Linked DNA regions of Mus musculus: region 2 is linked to region 1. A link is a contact called in public HiChIP or PLAC-seq data. All regions are on one chromosome and are shown on one strand. Each heading gives the region's core, a stretch centred on a gene start, on an enhancer-like site or on the middle of the called end of the contact. The rest is flanking DNA. Distances are from core to core; before and after follow the strand shown. Region 1 holds the start of Bcas1os2 (breast carcinoma amplified sequence 1, opposite strand 2). Region 2 has its middle 53 kb from the start of Gm17619.

The links. HiChIP or PLAC-seq counts read pairs in DNA pulled down with a chosen protein or histone mark.
Region 2: an H3K27ac HiChIP or PLAC-seq map of embryonic stem cells shows a contact between it and region 1, with 14 read pairs. The contact joins the enhancer-like site here to the promoter of Bcas1os2 in region 1. A contact is called at or near these places in 4 of 39 promoter capture datasets (the C10 cell line, liver and pre-B cells), 3 of 15 datasets of contacts at CTCF or cohesin (CD8 T cells, large pre-B cells and pro-B cells), 49 of 484 Hi-C or Micro-C datasets (the 63-12 cell line, B cells, the BV-2 cell line and 39 more), 13 of 115 datasets of contacts at active chromatin or transcription factors (the 230-238 cell line, CD8 T cells, DN3 thymocytes and 7 more) and 4 of 9 other capture datasets (adipose tissue, embryonic stem cells, liver and 1 more).

What each region holds. Positions count from the first base shown.
Region 1 is chr2:170,352,932-170,359,082 of GRCm38.p6, forward strand. It overlaps Bcas1os2 (breast carcinoma amplified sequence 1, opposite strand 2), which reads left to right and starts at 3,430. Exons shown (of 8, transcript NR_040610.1): 1 at 3,430-3,467; 2 at 3,867-3,988. Bcas1 (breast carcinoma amplified sequence 1) reads right to left here. Exons shown (of 13, transcript NM_029815.2): 11 at 3,317-3,382.
Region 2 is chr2:170,243,968-170,249,693 of GRCm38.p6, forward strand. No RefSeq gene overlaps it. Among named protein-coding and RNA genes, the nearest start is that of Gm17619, 53 kb to the left of the region's middle. Within about 2 kb of position 1,919, at least 58 of the 459 cell types and tissues checked have an H3K27ac peak or open chromatin away from gene starts, as enhancers often do. A contact at or near this core is called in the 63-12 cell line, the N1E-115 cell line, acute myeloid leukemia and 7 more, where this site is marked.

The DNA of each region.
Region 1 (6,151 bases), core at 2,180-4,679:
GTTCACATGATCATATCCACATGAAGACAAACACACAATTAAAAGACACATAATTAAAAAGAAAATAAATCTAAAAGATAATCTGATTATTATTCTGACTTTTTTTTTCTGAGACAGGGTTTCTATGTAGCTCTGGCTGTCCTGGAACTTGCTCTGTAAACCAGGTTGGCCTTTAACGCACAGAGATCCTCCTGCCTCTGCCTCCTAAGTGCTGAGATTGAAGGCCTGGGTCACCACTGCCTGGCTGTTATATAATTTCAGCAGGTGCTCTATCCCCAAGCTACATCCATACTTTACACCATTTGAAGCTTTAAAGCAGGGGAATTAATTACTAAGTTGCTCAGGGTGTCCTTGAACTCTCTCCCTCAGCCTGGTCCTGAACTTTCAAATCCTCTTGTTCTAGCTCCTCAAGTCTGTGTCACCAAGCCTGGTTTAATCTGGTTATTCACTTGAGAGCAAGAATGCCTTTGTTATTACATACTGAAGACTTGACTGTTCTACCTCGAGTCTGACTCTTTTTCAAAACCCACACCAGAAATATTCACATGCGAACCATCTAAGCAGGAAGTGGAAGAAGACAGCTACTGGCGTGTCTCATTTTATTTGGACTCTGGAGGCCACCTGAGGCTAGGAGTGCTCAGGCTTCTACAAGCACCCATGAGAGGACAAACCTCAGAGGACAGGGTGTCTACTTTCCTTCTCCCTCTAAGACGAAACAAAGCCTCTGTCATCTCCTGATGAGGACACATCACTTCTCAAGGACCTGAAAAATGGAGTTCTCAAACTGACGTTCGAGCCTCCAGATAAACAGGAGGAGGTTTCCCGCCCACTCAGTGCCACTAATGGCACTGCTGTCTTAGAACCACTAAAATTATTGGTATATCGTTGTCCCTTTGCAGGGTCCAGATGAACTAGACAGTCTACTGGATTTTTTCTTTAAATGTGTGTGTGTGTGTGTGTGCACATGCATGTACTTGCATGCACTATGTACAGTGTGTGTGTGTATGTGTGTGTATGTGTGTGTGCACATGCATGTACTTGCATGCACTATGTACAGTGTGGGTGTGTGTGGCATGTATGTGTGTGCAGAATGTGTAGTGTATCTGTGTGTGGTATGTATGTGTGGATTATGTGTATATGTATGTGTTTGTATGCATGCAGCATGTGTAGGGTATCTGTGTGTATGGCATGTGCGTATGTATGTGTGTGTAGTATGTGTAGTATATTTCTGTGTGTATGACGGATGTGTTTATGTATGTGTAGTGTATCTGCGTGTGTGGCATGTGTGTGTATATGTGCATGTATATACAGTATGTATGGTATGTGGCATGTGTGTGTGCATGTGTGTGCAGTATGCATCGTGTATGTGTGTGTGTGTGCACGAGCATGTCAGAGGACACCTTTCAGAGTCAGTTCTCTCCTTCCACCTGTTAAGGCAGGTCTCTCTTGCTTTGGGGGTCTTTGCTTGCTTTTGATTCTGTGCGGTGTCCTCCAGGCTACCTGGCCTATGAACTTCCAGGTAATTATGTCTTTGCCTCCCATTTTCCATAGGAGACCTGGGATTACAAATGTGTACCACGATATTCATCTTTTTGTATGGTCTGGGATTTAAACTCAGGTTGGCAGGGTGTCACGACCAGAATTTACCCACTGAGGGATCTCACTGGCCTGTCTTTTCCTTTTTGTATAAAGTAAGTTTACTGTGTTTCTAAGGTGAACCTTTGAAAGTTTGGGCACCAAAGTGCCCAGTATTGTGTGTAGATTTGGGGGTCCAATATAGGTATAAAAAATAAATGGAAAACATCATGATTTCTAATATTATATTCATAACATATGAAAACATATACTTTCATAATTATTAATAGAAGTAGAAATCTGAATTATGCTGTAGATTCATGTGCTATAAGCAAAATAATAGGATGGTGAATCCCTATCAACAGCTTGACAATAATGACAAGGAGCACCGCAGTTGGCTGAATCATGCAACTCCACTTCACCCCCTGAAAACGAATTCCTTTTGTGGTTATGTTTGCAACAAAGTAACAATTCACGTTAAATGAGGTCCTACAGATGGAGCTGATTTCATAGGCTTAGCGTCATTCTAGGAAGAGACACCAGGGGGCACTCTTCTTCCCTCGTTCCTCCTCTTTCCTCCCGTTTCCCCTGCAAGGTGGAAGGCAGCCATTTGCATGCAAGGGAGAGAACCTCGCCAATACTTTGCTTGTAGCCTTTCCAGCCAACAGAAACGTGTGAGAGAAATTCCTGTGGTTTGAGTCACTCACTGTATGGCGTTTCGCTCTGGCAGCCTACCCTGACATTAAATTGTTTATTGAGCCTCCACACCAGGAGTGTTCCTAGTGCTTGCCCAGTACTGATTCATCTAGGCAGGACGCTTGCTCTATGGAGTCTGCGTCCCCTACATCCTCCTAGGTAAGGGAACTGAGGGACTGGGAGATTGGCAATCTTTCCAAACAACTATAGCAAAAAAATCCATAAAAACAAGCAAACAGAAAAACCCTTTAAGCCAGGATCAGACCCAGTCCCTTTGAGTCTAAAACACAGGCTTTTAAGCACTTCTTTGTATTATTAAAGTTAACAAAAGAGCTCTGATATTTTTTATGGAAGTATCTATTTAAATTAAAAGAGTGCTGTATTATAAAATAGGGGGTTAGTAATGATGTTGAACAGCTAATTTTCCTCCCTCTGCCTCCTAAGTGCTGGGATTGCAGGCGTGTGCTACCATGCCTGGTTCTATGCAGTGCCAGGATGGAGCCCAGGGCTTCCCATGTGTGAGGCAAACCCTGTACGAAGAGGGCTGCGGGCCACCACCCAGCCCATGGTCTCATTTTTAAAGGAAGGCACCTGCACAGATGTCAAGCGTTCTGTTTGTCAATAGTAAAGAAAGCAAGGAGATGAGCATTGTTGATCTAATAAGTCTCTGTGCCAGACACCACAGAAGATGAGAGAAACCTAGAAGCACCTGCTTGCTCTACAATGTTCCAGACATGGGTGGGAAGGATCAGGAGAGACATGAGAATTGTTACAGCACCAAGAAGGGAGCAAACTCTATGACAGGGATGACCGCGGGGCACAGGAGCTCTTTGAGGAGGTGACATTTCTGCTAACACTGGAAGTCTGGGAAGAAACTTTCTACATGGAGAGAGAAGCGCTGAGGACTCGCCCCATACCATGTCTGTAGAGCCCAATACTGCTGGGTATACAGTGGGTGCTTAACCAGGCAATGTTTCACAAGTGGATATGAACTTCCAGGTCGCGAGGCTGAACCTGCCCGCAGGCTGAGTTCACGGTCACTTACTTGGCAGCTGGAGTCTTTCACGTTACTTTCTTCCGAGCGGGGGATCCCTTCGCTCGATCTCACTGACTACAACAACAAACAGACAGTATCCTTTCAGTAACCACAGCAACGGTGCACAGGTGCACGCACGACGACGATGACAATGACGACGGTGAACCCCCCTCATTTATCCTTGATATTTAGGATACAGACAGGAATGGAAAGGGGTCACTCGGAGAGCTGGGGCTGTGTCATCAGAGTCTGCTGAATTCAAGTATTAGCGTCCCGAAGGAACAACAATCAATCAAACAAATAAATGAAATAAAAATTATATATGAGCTAAATAGACATTTGCTCCTGTCTCCCCAGGAAAACACTTGTAAACCCAGCATTTAGGGGCGGGGGCAGTAGGACTATGAGATAGCCTAGGCTAAATGAGATCCTCTTTCAGAAGAAGGAGGGGAAGAAAGTAATGTTGGAAGGAAAAGGAGGTTAGAGATATGAGTGAATGAATGAATAAATGAATGAACTTGCCTGCTAACTTTTTTTTTTTTTTTTTTGCTACTTTTAGGCAGTGGAGGAGAGTTGAGTTAATGAGCACCCATCCTCCATCCTTTAGCGCCCCCTAGAGCCAGTGGCTTCCTCAACAGGGCGGTACCTAGTCAAATCTGCATCTTTGATTCCTTCAACCAGGTGAGCTAAGCAACCGGTTCCAAAGGTGTGGCCACAGGCCCAGAGGCACCAGACTCACCAGGGGACTCGTTAGAGAGATGTAAGTTCTTCACATCTGCTTAGATCCAGATCCACAGAATCAGAAACTCTGGGCCTGGGGCTCAGCCACCCGTGTTTAACAAGCTCCTCAGGGGGCTCTGAGCTGTGCTCTAACTGGCCACAAACTGTGCTGGTGCGCTCAAACTCCCACGTGACGTGAGGATGCGCGCTCATTGGTTAGTATCATCTCCTCCCAGCTGCTCAGGAAGCGGGGACTCCCAACTGCACCGCTATCAACTGGGATGTTCTCTTAGCAGACAGCACACACTCACAGAGCACAGCACAGCTCAGAACACTTCATCCTGATAACATGAGAGGCGGGTCGGGAGCTGGCCGGGTGGCTAAAGCACCTTCCATGCAAGCGGCAGGTGTGAAGACAGAGCCCAGACCCCAAGAGGCTGGGTGGGCATGGCGGCCATTTGTGATTCCAGTGCACTGGAGGAAGGTGGAAACAGGATTCCTGGCTAACATAGGCTAGTTGTATCTGAGAGCCCCTGGTTCAACCAAGAGACCACACCCTTAACACGTAAGGAAGACTCTCAACATCAGCCTCAGGTGCACATGTGCACAGGTACAGGCAAACATATATAAGCACACATACCAGACACGCACGACAAAGAAAACCTTACAGGAGCTCAAATGCATTCTGAGGGATTAGTGTTAGATGCTGCTCTTCAGTCTGAGAGATGACGCTCAAAGTGTCAGAGGAAAGGATCAGGAGGTGGGGCCTTACTGAAGGAAGTATGTCAGTGGGATGGGCTTTGAGGTTTCAAAAGCACAAGCCAATCCGTTTGTCTGTCTCTGTCTGTTTCTCTCTGTCTCTGTCTCTCTCACCCCCTCTCCCTTCCTGTGTCCTGTGGTTATGTATGGGGGCTCAGCTGCCTCTCCAGCACCATGCCTGTCTGTGTACCACCACGCTCCCCATCACAATGGTTACAGACTAACCATCTAACACACTGTGAGCCAGCTCCCGGTCAAGTGCTTCCCTTTATGGGTTGCCTTGGTCACGGTGTCTCTTCACCGCGAGAAACATTCCCCAGAATGCATTCGCCTCCTAAGCAGAGTCAACTGAACCTGGAACTCACCAACTTAGTTAGACTGGCTGACCAGTGAACTCCAGAGATCTGCTTGTTTCTGTCCCTCCGGTGCTGGGACTATAAGCATGTGTCACCTGGTCTTTTAAATATGGGCTCCAGGGGTGAAATTTAGGTCCTCACACTTGGAAGTCAAACAGTTTTCCAAACGAGCCACCCATCTCCCCCTACCCCCTGGGAAAATTTTCAGTTGCAAAATACAGACGTGTGGTGGCTTGTATGAGGATGTCCCCAAAGGCTCTGTTATTTGAATGCTTGGGCTCCAGTTGGTGACACTGTTTGGGGAGGCTTGGGAGGTGTGGCCTTGTTGGAGGAAGTCTGTCAATGGAGGCTTTGAGACTTTAAACGCTTTCATCATTGCCGTTTCTCTGCTTTCTCCTTTGAGTTCAAGGTGTGAGCTTGCTGGAGAGATAGCTCAGTGGTTAAAAGCACTGACTGTTCTTCTAAAAGTCCTGAGTTCAAGTCCCAGCAACCACATGATGGCTCACAACCATCTATAATGAGATTTGATGCCTCTTCTGATGCATCTGAAGACAGCTACAGTGTACTTACATATAATAATAAATAAATCTTTAAAAAAAGAGAAAGAAAGGTATGAGCTCGGAGCTTCCAGTTCCAACCCTATGCCTCTGCTTTGCCACAGCTCATTTTATCTCTCTGGAACTATAAGCCCGAGTAGACTTTCTTTTATACGTTGCTTTGGTCACGGTGTTTTATCACCACAATAGGAAAGCAACCACCACATGTATGAGCACAATAGCTTTTTAAGCCAAAACAACAGTGGATGCCAGGGACTGGTCTTTCTGCAGCTTCCTGACAGCGATCCTCTTTGGTGTCCTAAGAGAGCACTATTGAACTTGACGTGTTCTACAGCTGCTTCTCCAGTTCAGGGTTTGGATGTTTGTCCTTTCCCTCCGTCTCTTCGGTAGTCTTGGAGGAGGATTGGGTGGATTGGGTGGGATTGGGAATCACGCTGTTGACAGTGTGAGAG
Region 2 (5,726 bases), core at 669-3,168, 110 kb before region 1:
GATTCATAACAGTAGCAGAATTACAGTTATGAGCAATGTAAGTCATTTTATGGTTGGGGGTCCCAACAGCGTGAGGAACTGCTTTAGAAAGGTTGAGAACCACTGTTGTACATTCTCATGTCTCCAAGGCTAGCCTCTAAGTTGCTATGCAGCTCAAATGAGCTTGGGTTTTAAGCTTGGGTTTCTGCTGCCTGCCTCTGCTTCTCCAGATGGTTATGTCCATTTCCACTACGTCTCGTTTGTTTTTTGTTTCTGGTTTTTTTTTTTTTTTTTACTGAGACTTGGACCCAGGGCATCATGCGTGTTAGGAAATATTCTGCCAACTGAACTACATCTCCAGCCTGTTTTTTTCAATTCTTGGTTTTCCTTTTGCAACAGGATCTTGCTACGTTTCCTGGCTGGCCCCAGGCTCACTCTGTAGACCAGGCTGGCCTTGTGCTTTCAGTAATCTCCCTGTCTCTGCCTCCTGAATGCTGAAATCACAGGAATGAATTACTATGTCCAGCTTACACTGGGAAAACTTCTGAGTTCAGGCATGACGTGCCTCCTCTCCTAGATGGGAAGGAAGCTGCCCTGTAGGCTACCCAGTGCTAGTCTGAGCATCTTCCTGTGTATATCTAACTTCCTTAGAAAGACCTTTCTGTGGCCCATTTAGCTCTTGGCTCCCTCCCTTCTTAGAGACAAGGTCTCATTATGTAGACCAGGCTGGCCTCAAATATCCACCTGGCTCTACAGGGATCAAAGGTATGTACAGGGATCAAAGGTATGTGTCACTATGCCTGGCTTGCCTCTCCTCCTTTTTAGGACCTTTTTTTTTTTTTTGTGGTACTCCACAAAATCCAATTTATTATTATTTAGAAAATGATTTATTGATTCTTTACCCCTAGAAATATAAACTCCTTGCCAAACACATTCACTTTAGTATTTATCCTCTGATCCTAGTATGATGCCTGGTATATGTTAAAGCCGTATATGAACTCTCTGAGTCAATTATTAAGGGCTGGGATATATAGCTTAGTGGCAGAGTGCTTGCTTAGCATGCAAGAGGCCCCAGGTTCAATCCCCCACACCACAGTTGTGTGAGGGCGCGCGCGCGCGCGCGCACACACACACACACACACACACACACACACACAATCTGTGAATTCATCATTAACTCTGGGAATGTAGTCACAGGCAGGTGACCAGTATTTGATTGTAGTCAGTTTGATTTATAGGCAGGTGGCTTTTATTTGTTTCCTGTGCAAGGGTTGCCTTTCTGTGGAATGATAATGCCCAAATGTTTGTGCTGTGTGTGCTAAGAGCATGGAGTGGAAATGCCAGTTGATTCCAGATAGAGTCATTCATAATGGACCTTTATTATTTCTCCTCCTCCTCCTCCTTCTCTTCCTCTTCCTCCTCTCCCTCCTTCTCCTGTTCCTCCTCCTCCTTCTCCTTCTTGTTATTTATATGTATTTGTGTTTCTGTGTATGTGAATATGCCTAAATAGGTCACCTGGAGCTGGAGTTACAGGCAGTGCGGTGGGTGCTGTGTGCTGTGTGCTGGGTGCAGGACTCAGGTCCTTTGCAGGAACAGTAAGTACACACTCTTTTTAGCTAAGCCATCTCTCCAGCCTCATTTTTCCCCCCTCCTGAGGTAGGGTCTTAATACTAAATACCCAGGCTGGCCTGGAACTTTTGGCAATCCTCTTACCTCAGGTCCCCTCAATGGCTAGATTACAAGCATGAGCCACCATACCCTGCTTGATTGTCCCTTTAAACCCATGAATGGGTCAGAATTCCTCCAGCTCCTGTCAATATCGATAGGGGTTACAGTCTGAGACCACTTACCCCGCTTTATTCTCCCACAGGCTTCTCCTTTGTTCCAGTAAGTATCTCTTCGCAGCAGGCTGGCACACAGGAGATGATTAACATATCAATGGGAGGATCTCTTTGGGATCCAGAATTTGGTCTAAAGTTTTCCTCTTAGAAGCTGCCCAGGCATGCCTGTATATGGATTGTCTGTAATTACCCCTTAAAACAATGCCTGTGCCCAAATAAAAAAATTTAATCAGTGATGCCCCTGGACCTGTGCCTGAATAAAAGATTAACCAAGGAGCTCTCTGCTTGTGCTGAGACTTATACTTCAAGCCCTGCCCTGACTTGGCCCAGCAATGCCTGGCTCATTCGTCCCCACACCCGAGAGGTTTGGATTCAATGCCTCAAGAAAAATAGCTGTTGGTCACCACAGCGTGAAGCTTAATCAAATTTGTCTTCATGAATTTAGTGTTCTGACTCACCAGCGTGGGAGTGGGGGCTGATGTCAGGAGACACATCTCCGGATACCCGATCATTTGGCGGGTGAGAGTGGCATCGTGAAACATGGAAGCCGGAGAACTCGGAAGTTGGGGATGCCTGTAGGATTTCTTTTCCGTCCTCTTAGCTTTAGGCATTGACAAATGATGCACCGTTATCTGTCACCCCAGTATCACCCAGAGTCAAGACAGTGACTTAAACTGAACTATGGCACGGTTCAGGAGCAGTTCTGTGCTTTTTGTTTTGGTTACAAACTCCTTTTTCCTTTCAGGGGACAAGAAGACATAGGAGGGCGCCCTGGTTTGCCTTCCTGGTGCTGTGATAGACACCTTAACCAGAGGAAGTAACTTGGGGAGGCGAGGACCCTGCTTTCATTTACATCTTCATAGCTTGTTGGCTAAGCAGGCTGGCTGTGCAGATGAAGCCCCTGTTAGCACTCTCTGGCTCTCCTGGAAATTACCAACTGCACCAATGACTCTCCATCCGCAGCCCTGTTCTCTCCTCTTTGAGCCTTCCTGGCATCTCCCTGTTCTTCTCATGGATGCTCTTTCCCCAGCTCCCTAACAGCAGCATTCAGCAAGCTGTCATTCCTCTGAGAACCTGACACACAGTCCCAGCCCCAGTGCCTGCTTCCCCTGTTTGTGCAGCCCCTTTCCCTGTTTTTATAGCTTTGTGGTAATGAACAGGATCTGTGTCTGTCTGTCTTCCCTTCTCCAATTTTTTCTGCCTGTCTGTCCATCTGTCTGTCCTCTATCTCCCCACCCTCCAACTCCTTCCAGTGTTTCACTGTATAGCCCTGGCTGGTCTGGAACTTACTATATATACTATGCTGCCCTGGAACTCATAGAGATCCTCCTGCCTCTGTCTCCTAAATGCTGGGATTAGGACTAGATATTTCTATTGCCTGTTTTGTTATCAAAATTGTATTTGAAGAGGGCCTCACCCATTGATATATAGTGTTTACATGGCCCACACTGTGTGGCTGTGTGGTCCCTCTAACTGAGATATTCACTTCCTGGCCTTTTGAATGATGATGGTGGTGGCAGTGGTGGAGGAGGAGGAGAAAAAGGAGGAGGAGGAGGAGCAAGAGAAGGAGGAGCAAGAAGAGGAGGAACAAAAGGGGGAAGAAGAAGTGGAGGAGGAGGAAGAAGAGGAGGAGCAAGAGGAGGAAGAAGAGGAAGAGGGAGAGGGAGAAGGAGGAAGAGGAGGAGGAGGAAGAGGAAGAAGAAGGAGGAGGAGGAGGAGGAAGAGGAAGAAGAAGGAGGAGGAGGAGGAGGAAGAGGAGGAGGAGGAAGAAGAAGAAGATGAAGAAGAAAAAGGAGAAGGAGAAGGAGAAGGAGAAGGAGAAGGAGAAGGAGAAGGAGAAGGAGAAGGAGAAGGAGAAGGAGAAGGAGAAGAAGAAGAAGAAGAAGAAGAAGAAGAAGAAGAAGAAGAAGAAGAAGAAGAAGAAGAAGAAGAAGAAGAAGAAGAAGAAGAAGAAGAAGAAGAAAGCAGCTTCCTGGTTCAGTATAGAGATGAACCCTCTAGGCTATGAGTCACCAGCCTACATTCGAATCCCAGCTGTAACTCTTATTGCTCTGCCACCCTGGTTACACATCCAGGAGCTCTGACTCAGAATCCCTCCCAGCTGGTGCAGAAAAACATGACCACACCTCGCTAACTGCTTTGAAGTGCTCCTGAGGGCTCCCCTATGCTTGATGTCTTAGATTATGATCCTAGCAGATCTTTTCTGTTCTTATTTTTTAAAAAAAATGAAACACAGAACAATCTGGGCAACCACCTTTCCTGTCTTAGGGACAAAATTCATAGCATCCCGGTTGAGTCAGAGCAACTCAGGAGGTCTTCGATGACAGACTGTGGGGCTGTCTTTGATCTATTCTGGACACTCTGCTGACTCAGTGCTGACGACGGAAGACCCACTGGTGAAATGTCTGGGAGATCAAATATTTGTATGAGAGACTCAGGATTCCCAGCGGTCCCTGAAGCCTCATGGGAAGGGCTGGAAGGAATAAGAAAATTTACCAGGAACTGGTGTGGACTCCGACATCCGTTATTGCTGCCTGCAGTGGGTGATGGACAGACGGCAGTTCCTGGGAAGTTCTGTGAGGCCACTAGGTGGTCACAAGTTTAATTCGAGCCAGACATACAGGGCTGGCAAGGAGCACAAGATCCTGGTCTGCAAGAGATGCCTGTGGGCTCCGAGGAAGGTAGAACAGAAAGCAATTTAAATGAAGTAGGCAGCCCACAATTTGAAAATGGACGTCTGTTGTAGAGATGATTTTTAGTGGGGATATTGCCAGCATTTCAGGGGCCAAGGAAGAAGTGCAGGGAAGGTCGGGTTGCTGAATCCCTTGGGAACCTTGTCATCTTGAGGGATCCTGGGGGATCCAGGAATGTTTCCCAGGAAAAGGGATGACCACAGGGAAGCAAGCTTGCTGACAAGCCTTCTCCATGGAAGGAACTTGATGTTTTATTATTGTCATGATGCTGATTATGATTATTATTTATGGTGCTGGGTTAGGATCTGGGACCTCATGAATATTTGGCAAGCTCCCGACTTACGTCTCCAGTCCCAATCTCACTGCCCCTCTTACAAGGAGGGAAATACACTTAAGAGATTCACCATCAGATGATCAGCCCTACTCATGAGTTTCTTCCACCCTCCCCTGCTTGGCCCAGGTCTACGGTCTCAAAAGAAGTCATTCTTAGATTCTGTGTTTGTTCTCCATGGCTCTGCCTTGCTGTCGATGGCTGACGGATGCTGGGAGCTAGTGCACTGGATTCTCCTTTTTCGGGAGAATGGAATCTGCCTAAAGGATTGCCAGTCTCTCTGTCTTTGTATGACCAAGGCTGTAGTATGTAAGTCTGGGGCAGAGGGGCAGATGTTTGTCACCAAGACAATGCTGTGGTAGAGAGTTGGTCCATGCATGTTGCAGGAAGGACAGGGCAGGGATGAAGAGAGGCAGAGTGAGCAGCAGGGACCTGCCAAGTGATTCTTTTTTTTTTTTTTTTTTTTTTTTTTTTTTTGAGACAGGGTTTCTCTGTGTATTCCTGGCTGTCCTGGAACTCACTTTGTAGACCAGGCTGGCCTTGAACTCAGAAATCTGCCTGCCTCTGCCTCCCAAGTGCTGGGATTAAAGGTGTGCGCCACCACCTCCCGGCAAGTGAGTCCTTTTTAACCCTTCTCTTTCCTTGCTTTGGTTCCTCCTCAGGTCTCGCTGTATTCCTGAGACGGAGCTTTACAAGTTATGTAATGCTTGCATCTGCTCACTTAGTGAAGTCATTGTGTGCAACCCAGTGGGTCTTCACTATCTCAGGGGCTGATGAGATGGCTCAGTGGTTAGGAGCACTTGTTCCTCTTGCAGGGAACCAGAGTTCAGTTCCCGTAGGCTTAGTTTTGTTTTGTTTTTTTTCAAAACCTACTTTATTTAG